Regions from separate parts of the Sus scrofa genome. Here region 1 is linked to region 2. Evidence: chromatin contacts called from public Hi-C data. All regions are on one chromosome and are shown on one strand. Each heading gives the region's core, a stretch centred on a gene start, on an enhancer-like site or on the middle of the called end of the contact. The rest is flanking DNA. Distances are from core to core; before and after follow the strand shown. Region 1 holds the start of LOC100156127 (histone H2B type 1-M). Region 2 holds the start of LOC110261483 (histone H2A type 1).

Region 1 (4,373 bases), core at 1,868-4,367, 110 kb after region 2:
AGATGCAGTCCTTAAAAAAAAAAAAAAAAAAAAAAAAAAAAAAAAAAGGAAAATATAGATTTCACCTTTACTTATAATGGAAATATATCAAACTCTCAACTAGTGAATTAATAAGGAGGTGGCATGGTAATGCTAATATAAGCTTAAAAAAATAATGGCAATCACTGGATCCCTCTCTCTATGGTTTCCTTTCTTTATACACTTTTTGTCTCTCCAAAATACTATCCTTTCCTCTTTAAATAAATTTTCTTTTTAACCCTACTCTCCCCTCTGCCTCTCCTTCCGTCATGAGTTTTTTTGTTGGTTTTTTTTTTTTTTTTTTTTTTTTTGTCTTTTTAGGGCTGCACCCACTGCATATGGAGGTTCCCAGGCTCGAGGTCGAATTGGAGCTGTAGCCGCTGTCCTACACCATAGCCACGGCAAAGTCAGATCCGAGCTGCGTCTGTGACTTACACCACAGCTCATGTGTTTACACCACAGCTCATGGCAACACCAGATCCTTAACCCACTGAGTGAGGCCAGGGATCGAACCCACAACCTCATTGTTCCTAGTCGGATTCATTTCCACTGCTCTACGACCAGAACTCCACCATCATGTCTTTTTTTCTTACTACCTTTGCCACTTTTCCATCAATCCAGTTTTAATTTTATTTATTTTTCTTTCCATGGGTTAGGTATATGTAGAATCAAAGCTTTGTTTTTACTTTTAATAATCTCAGTTATTAAAAAATGCTTTATTGCCCGTGCTTCCAGAATTGGGAAACCACAACAAACTTTTTTTTTTTTTTTTAAACTCTAAAACAGTCCACCAGTGCAGCTGGAGTCTTCTTAGGAAGGGTTCGGATTCAAGCCAGACTGCCTAAATCATTATCTTAGCTCCATGATTTACATATTATTGGATCTGGGGAAAGACACGTTGTCCCAGGTTCTCTTTGTAAGGGCGGCCGAAAGGACAAGACCCGAGATCAGGCATAAAAGACTTTATTTGCAGGGTATACTACCGGGCTGATTCACAAAGGAGGTCAGCAGTCAGCCTGTTGGGGGAGGGAGATCAGACGTGAGTGCCAAGAAAGGAGGTTTCTGTGCAGAAGCTGATTGGCCATTTCTTATGTTAAAATAGGGTGAAAAGGAAGAGACCAATCTGTGTACTTTCAACAAACTATGTAAATAGGGTGAAAAGAGGAACAGACCAATCAGCTTGGGAGACTTGTTAGTGGGATATGAGCAGAGGTTTAGACACTCTCCTGGGTGAGGTAGTTTTTAAGATTGAGTCACATGATTTGGGGGATGACTTAGTCCTGTCTTAGTTACGTTTCTCCAGAGCAGGGCGAGAGCTTGGAGTCAGGTTTCGTTTTTCTTTTTTTCCTGAGGTGAACCTAACACTCTTGTTTACTTTTTTTTTTTTTAATGGAAAAAGAAAAGAAATAATCAGGTAGGGGTCTATGATTAATTAAATGAATGCAAATAAAGTATGTTGGCTTTATTCAGCACATTGCTACACTGGCTAAACTGGGAATAAGGAAGAAATCAAGAAGTTGAATTCTCCTCAATACGGAAGTGAGAGAAACCAATTAACTATTTTGTGAAAAAGAAAGATAAGATTGAGTAAGCACAGGAGTGTGCCCTTGTTGGTTGCTTGCCTGCTACATGCAGCTTCCTGCTCTGGATTTACTGCACACGCGGGAAGCCTGGGAAGGGTTAGGGATAAAGTCAGCTTCAGGGAGGACACTTCTCTGCAGAAAGGAAAAATGGCTGCGCAGGAGATAGATGGATCCCAGGCTGAGCAAATGTAATCTGTTCCCTGTGGAGATAACTTCAAGATAAAAGATGTATCCTGCTAGGATAAAAGAGAGAGAGTATTTCTCATTCTTGAGATCAAAGATACACTAGCAGAAAGGTTCCTCAGGGGTCTGAGAAAGGAGGGACCAGACCACAGTACCTCCTGACAACTTCTCCGAGAACCTTGTGTTAAATCCATCCTGCCAAAGCCAGAGGAAGCAAGAGCATTGTCCAGTAGAAGGCCTCAGCTCATGGTAACACCAGATCCTTAAGCCACTGGGGCGAGGGATGGAACCTGTGTCCTCAGGGATTCTAAGCAGAGTCGATTCCACTGAGCCAGGACCGGAAAATCCCCTCCACCTCCACCCTAAATGATTTAAAAGGCCTCGCAAGGACATGTTGCTCTCTTCCTCTCTTGCTTCTTTCTCTGTCTGTCTTTATATCTCCCTTTCTCCCTCCCCACCCCACCCCGCCTGTTTTTGTATTTTCTATGCACCTTCTTCTCTCTCTTCTCTCTTTAAATAATTACCTCACTACCTTCAGTCTCTTTGTCAAATTCTTTCTCCAAAAGGGACAAAGATCTGAGGACCTACATCAGGTGGTTAGCGTTCAACATTCTCACCAACAGCCACCGGAGAACAATGGTAATGGCAGAATTATCTGCTCAGAAGCCAGTTTCAGCCAAAGATGATGGTGGTGATAATAAAATTAAAGTAAAAGTGTTAAAGGCCAACCTGCTAACTTTTATTCTTTTATTTTTTTAATTCTTTTCAGTAGGTAGAATGAAGAACTTTCTTATCCGCGCTTGCAGTTAAAAGGAGTGATTTGATCCTCCGTTATGAAGGACATGTGGGTCACGAAATTCTATTCTTATCTCCCTTCAAGGGATGTAATTTTATTTATGTAATTTTATTTCCTGCTATATTTGTGTGTTTTGTGTGCTGTGGGAAACGCTGTCTTTGGTATTTTCTGTACCACCGCAGATCGCCTATTCTCTATTTTTCCTTTCCCTATTAGATTCAAATGTAAAGACAGAGCTTTTCCAGGACCTGAAAAGGAGGTTTAGAAGTCGGAGAGGTACTCGGGCAACTAGCTTTGCTTCCTTTGCAAGTCAAAGCTCTGGAAAGTCATATTTTTTAAAACTGACAAACTAAACGGAATTGTTATAAAACAGTGATAAGATTAAAGAAGCTGGCTTGATTGGTGGAAAATTGACTCAGGAGACCAATGGGAGAGTAGCTCGTTTGCATGCAGCCTGTGACAAACGAACGAATCAGCAGTTTGGAAACCAAGTCTTCATTTGCATAAATCTGTCTACAAATAGGCAGGATCCAGCAGCACAGCCACCATTTTCTTTTCTCTTCAGAGAAAGGGCAGGTAAAATGCCTGAACCAACGAAATCTGCTCCAGCCCCGAAGAAGGGCTCCAAGAAAGCCGTGACCAAGGCGCAGAAAAAAGATGGCAAGAAGCGCAAGCGCAGCCGCAAGGAGAGCTACTCCGTGTACGTGTACAAGGTGCTGAAGCAGGTCCACCCCGACACCGGCATCTCGTCCAAGGCCATGGGCATCATGAACTCCTTCGTCAACGACATCTTCGAGCGCATCGCGGGTGAGGCCTCGCGGCTGGCGCATTACAACAAGCGTCGACCATCACGTCCCGGGAGATCCAGACGGCCGTGCGGCTGCTGCTGCCCGGGGAGTTGGCCAAGCACGCCGTGTCTGAGGGCACCAAGGCCGTTACCAAGTACACCAGCTCCAAGTAAATTTATTTCTAGGCACTGTCAAACCCAAAGGCTCTTTTCAGAGCCACCTCACGTTTTCACAATCTGAGTTGTTCACTAGGACTTTTTAGTTCCTAGAAACTGCATTTAACTCGTGTGAAGGTGGTACTTTAGGAAACACTTTGAAAGTTAACTGTTTTTGTGGTACATCTACTTAACTGTTGTGGTTATGGACAACCGTCCTGTGTACAGGACTCCAGAAACTTTAGCAAGTGGGAGCTAGTAACTGCCTAGGTTTAACCCCAACCTTTGGAACTCTAGATTACCTTTAAAATTTGTACAGGGTGCTCTCTGTGCAAATAGCGGCGCTTTGTGAAGTCTGGTTTTCCGTTTTATGTAAAGCGCCTCCCTATAGTATTTGAGAAGCCATAGTTAGATTTTGAAATCCTGCTCTCTAAAAACTACATCCTCTGTGATGCTGCAGGACCGCGCCCAAGTTCTTTTGGGTGGAATTCCTTTTCTCACTCTTTTAAGCCCTTTTTTACCTAGGTCTTTCAAGTCAACTAAATTTTTAAAAGGCTCTCATCATTGGACTTTTTCTAAATATACAATCTTCTCCCTACTTCCCTGACTCGTTTTACAAAGCGGACCTGCAAAATTCACAGAATTCTATGTTCAGAATAAACAGTTTTAATATTGTGGTCACATAAAATAATCTGCAGCCTCCTATTAGCCCCTATCACTGTCAAGCTCCCTTCCTAGACCAGGGCCTTATTCTTCCTCCAGCTTTCCTGTTCTGTTTATGTGCTTCACAGCCTTTGGATGATTCCCCCCCTCCCCCCAAACTTGATAAAATCTGAAATCTGCTATAGGG
Region 2 (4,220 bases), core at 404-2,903:
CTCTGGAAGCGCAGGTCCGTCTTGAAGTCCTGCGCGATCTCGCGCACCAGCCGCTGGAACGGCAGCTTGCGGATCAGCAGCTCCGTGGACTTCTGGTAGCGCCGGATCTCGCGCAGGGCCACCGTGCCGGGCCGGTAGCGGTGCGGCTTCTTCACGCCGCCGGTGGCGGGCGCGCTCTTGCGGGCCGCCTTGGTGGCCAGCTGCTTGCGCGGCGCCTTGCCGCCGGTGGACTTGCGAGCGGTCTGCTTGGTACGAGCCATAACTAACAAGCAAGGAGTTTGTCTTACAGCAACTAGTGAGAAGGAGTCAGCCACCGTTCTTTTATACAGCTAGACCTCCGACTATTGGGCCCAAGAACATTCAAACGTTCCCGCGCCCTCCCCTGATTGGTCTACTTCTGAGCCTGTGGGGCTCAAGAGCGGCTTTCAGATTGGTGAATGAGTTCACCAAAAAGACTCTGACGCCCTGACGTCATCTTATTTACCCTTTCGCCTCTATATCTATTGTGGACAATAATCTTGCATTCAAAAGCCCTAGAATTCTTAAAATTTACAAAATAATCGCACAAAACAACAAGAACTTCGTCAACGGGTTTTGTTGAGTTCAAAAACCAAAGATATTTTAGAAATGCTTAGGGAAATTTACATTTGGGTAGCATCTAAAATATTAAGGTTTTCTTGGGTGTGGCACGAATATTGTGGACAATCAGGGAGACGATTTTGAAACTAAAGGGGAGTGTCAAGGATCTATAATTTACTCTCATCTACTCGATAAAATGTGTAATGCTTTTATAAACTCCTGAATCTAGATGCATATTTATTTTTGTGTTGCATTTTTGACGAAAGTTAACCTTAAAGAAATCTGTGCTTATCACTAATAACCTTCTCTCACTCAGAAGGAAAAATCCCAAGCTCTCACCACTGGGACAGGGATGGCAGTTTAGAGTAAAATGGTTATGTCACAGGTAAAGTCCTCAAGAACAATTACTGGGGCTAAAGATTTCTTTCGGGTAATTCACTTGCTAGCTTTGACTTCTACCCTGGTACCGAAACCTTCATATAAGGGGAGAGTAATTAAAAGCATAACAGCTCTTTAAGTAGAAAAGATGGGTGGCTCTGAAAAGAGCCTTTTTTTTTTTTTTTTTCTTGATAGGAAGCAAAATACCTTGCCAAACAAGTAATACTTTACTTGCCCTTGGCTTTGTGGTGGCTCTCAGTCTTTTTAGGGAGCAACACTGCCTGGATATTTGGTAACACTCCGCCCTGAGCGATGGTCACCCGACCCAACAACTTGTTAAGTTCTTCGTCGTTGCGGATGGCCAGCTGCAAGTGGCGCGGAATGATGCGAGTCTTCTTATTGTCGCGAGCTGCATTGCCCGCCAACTCCAGGATCTCGGCGGTAAGGTACTCCAGCACTGCCGCCAGGTACACCGGAGCCCCAGCACCAACCCGCTCGGAATAGTTGCCTTTGCGGAGCAAGCGGTGCACTCGACCCACGGGGAACTGAAGACCAGCCCGAGAGGACCGAGTCTTAGCCTTAGCGCGAGCCTTACCACCCTGTTTGCCACGGCCAGACATAACTGCTAAGGAAAACAGAAAGCCTTTCTAAACAAAAGAGAAAGCGAAATAGAGCGAAGATGAGGGCGAAAGAAGTATTTATACTAACTGGAGGGAGACTGCGTGCAATTCTCCCATTGGCTATTATTAAATAACCAATGGGAGATCAGAACCAGAATCCTTCATTTGCATACAGCATTCCCATCTAGTGTCAGTTCTGTTTGCTCGTGTATTATCTTGTCTGATGTGTCTTTGTAATAGTAACAACTGAATCTATTTAGTTTTCTCAAAGTGCTATCCTTAAACGCAGTCAGATGCAGGAATGATTATTCTCATCGTTCTTACACTTGGCTACTGGGATTGTGACTCATGATTTTTGGAAAGGCATACACACATAACAATTTATAAATAGGTAACATTTAAAGGATAGGTACTTCTATGCCAGGCATTGCTTTAACTGTTCCAGCTCTTTAACTCTTGCAAAAAAAAAAAAAAAGAGGTAGACAGGAAACAAGCAATTCTTTGTCCTGGTCCAAGTCTTCTTAAACTATTTGAGCAATGGAAACTGAAGGCAAGAATTGGATAATCCAGCAAATCTTCCGTTTTATTCATCTACCGCCTTTAGACGATATATGATCCTGGAAGGTACGCACAGTAAACACTATCCTCGTCTTAGAGATTTTGAAACAGAAAGACTCAGTTTGTTCACTTTGTCCAAAGTAAACCTGAGTTAATGGGACCAAGGACTCTGAACTGAGAAAGTCGTCATCATTCCCCAGTGCCACTGCCAACCGTCTTACCCTCATTTTCTCACTTTCATGCCAAATACCGTATTGTAAGTACTTCAGTAAACTCCATCTTCCTACACTGGACCTCTTGCTCTTAGAAGGCTGAGAACTTTGCAGCACATAAGTACATGAAGTCTTGGGACTTTTAGGAAATAAGGGAACAAACACATAGCACAGAAGTACTCAAAATGAGATTAACGATGGAGTTCCCATTTGGAGCAGCGGAAACAAATCCGACCATGAGGATGTGGAGTCCAACCTTGCCTCTCTCAGTGGGTCAGGCCCTGAGCTTCAGTGTTGGTCGCAGACCCAGCTTGATCCCAAGTTGCTGTGGCTGTGGTGCAGGTGGGCAGCTGTAGCTCTAATTCGACCGGTAGCCTGGAAACTTCCATATGCTGCACATGTAGCACTAAAAAAAAAAAGAGAGAGAGAGAGAGATTAACATATGTATTATTAAACATTATACTAATATTACTGTAGAGTCTGTCTGGTCTTAAACCATCAGAAAATCAAGAGAGGTTATGAACAAAACTCTTTTTTCTCTTAATGATACATGAGATAGAAATAAATGGGGTCCTGTCAGTGACTTCTTAGCACAGTAGCAGCGCGTCAGTCTCATAAATGGGGTCCAGATGGAGGCAAATTATTATTTCATGACTTTTTTTTTTTTTAGGGCCACACCCACGGCATATGGAAGTTCCCAGGCTATGGGTTGAATTGGAGCTGCAGCTGCCAGCCTATGCCACAGGCACAGCAATGCTAGATCCAAGCCACTTCTGTGACCTACCCCACAGCTCAGGGCAACACTGTATCCTTAACCCACTGAGGCAGGCCAGGATGGAACCTGTGTCTTCATGGATACTAGCTAGGCTCATTACCGCTGAGCCACAACAGGAGCTTCCTATTTCAGGAATTTTTAAGGGTGGAAGCCTCAAAGTCTGCTGATGTCAAACAGGATAGTAAAAGGAACAAGAACCTGTATGTGAGAAAAATTACTACTAAGCCAATTCTGTAAGAGGCCCATGTTTTCATCCAGGCAACCAGACAGGAAAGTAAAGATGTTCATTTTCTGTTTCTTTTTTACCTTCTCTCAAGTCTTCTGACTTCTATGGTTTTTAACAACATTCAACTTCCTTTTTAGTTTTTATCATTATCTTCACCATCAACAATAGCAATAAACATCAGTAATCACTGTCTCAGTGCCTTTGAAATGTTTCAAAGATGGTGGAGATGTAAAAAGATAGGTTAGATACGCAGGTTCTGAGTCTCAGATGCTGTCTCAAAGATTTTATCCTCTCTTTTGAAAAGGGCAGGGAGGGGTGCATATACCTGAAATTTAAGTAATAAACCATATTCTGCATTCCAAACTGGAGGTTTTAAGCAATTTATGTTAAAAGGAACACATGGAGAAGAAGATAATCATTGTGAATTAGAAAGTCAAGAGAACTCAAGAAAGAAGTACATTCAGCATTGGTTCAAAATACATTTGCTGAGCACATGTTAAGTGCCAGAGAGTGTTCTAGGTGACAAGATCATGTGGAGAGGAAAGAAGTTGTGGTTGTTGGGGAGGACATTTTTTTTCCTCTGCTTTTCTAGGTTTTCTGGCTTGTCTAAAATTAAATTGATATGAGACATTAACAGGAAAAAAATCAAATTTAATTTCTGGGTTTGTGGCCATAAGAAAAAAGGACAAGTTAGACAATTGGGGCCTGAGAGAAGAAGGGATTAGGGGTTTGGGATTTCGAAAGGTAGGGAGGTAATTCATAGGAAGATGAAGAAAAGCAAATGTTTTGTAAATGAATGTTTGCAGGGCCAAACAGAAGAGGAATTTTAGTAAACGGTCTTTGCTAGTCTGCGCTGTCTACCACACCAAGTT

What was found. Hi-C and Micro-C count contacts between places; a contact is called where the count stands out from the background.
Region 1: a contact with region 2 is called in a Hi-C map of liver, with 6 times the contacts expected there. The contact joins the promoter of LOC100156127 here to the promoter of LOC110261483 in region 2. A contact is called at or near these places in 2 of 5 promoter capture datasets (fetal liver and liver), 19 of 47 Hi-C or Micro-C datasets (alveolar macrophages, blood, embryonic fibroblasts and 12 more) and 2 of 2 datasets of contacts at active chromatin or transcription factors (alveolar macrophages and skeletal muscle).

What each region holds. Positions count from the first base shown.
Region 1 is chr7:20,839,068-20,843,440 of Sscrofa11.1, forward strand. LOC100156127 (histone H2B type 1-M) reads left to right here and starts at 3,118. Exons shown (of 2, transcript XM_001927939.5): 1 at 3,118-3,420; 2 at 3,423-3,592. The coding sequence starts at 3,162. The coding sequence ends at 3,541.
Region 2 is chr7:20,728,813-20,733,032 of Sscrofa11.1, forward strand. It overlaps LOC110261483 (histone H2A type 1), which reads right to left and starts at 1,654. Exons shown (of 1, transcript XM_021098433.1): 1 at 1,128-1,654. The coding sequence starts at 1,577. The coding sequence ends at 1,185. It also overlaps the pseudogene LOC110261489.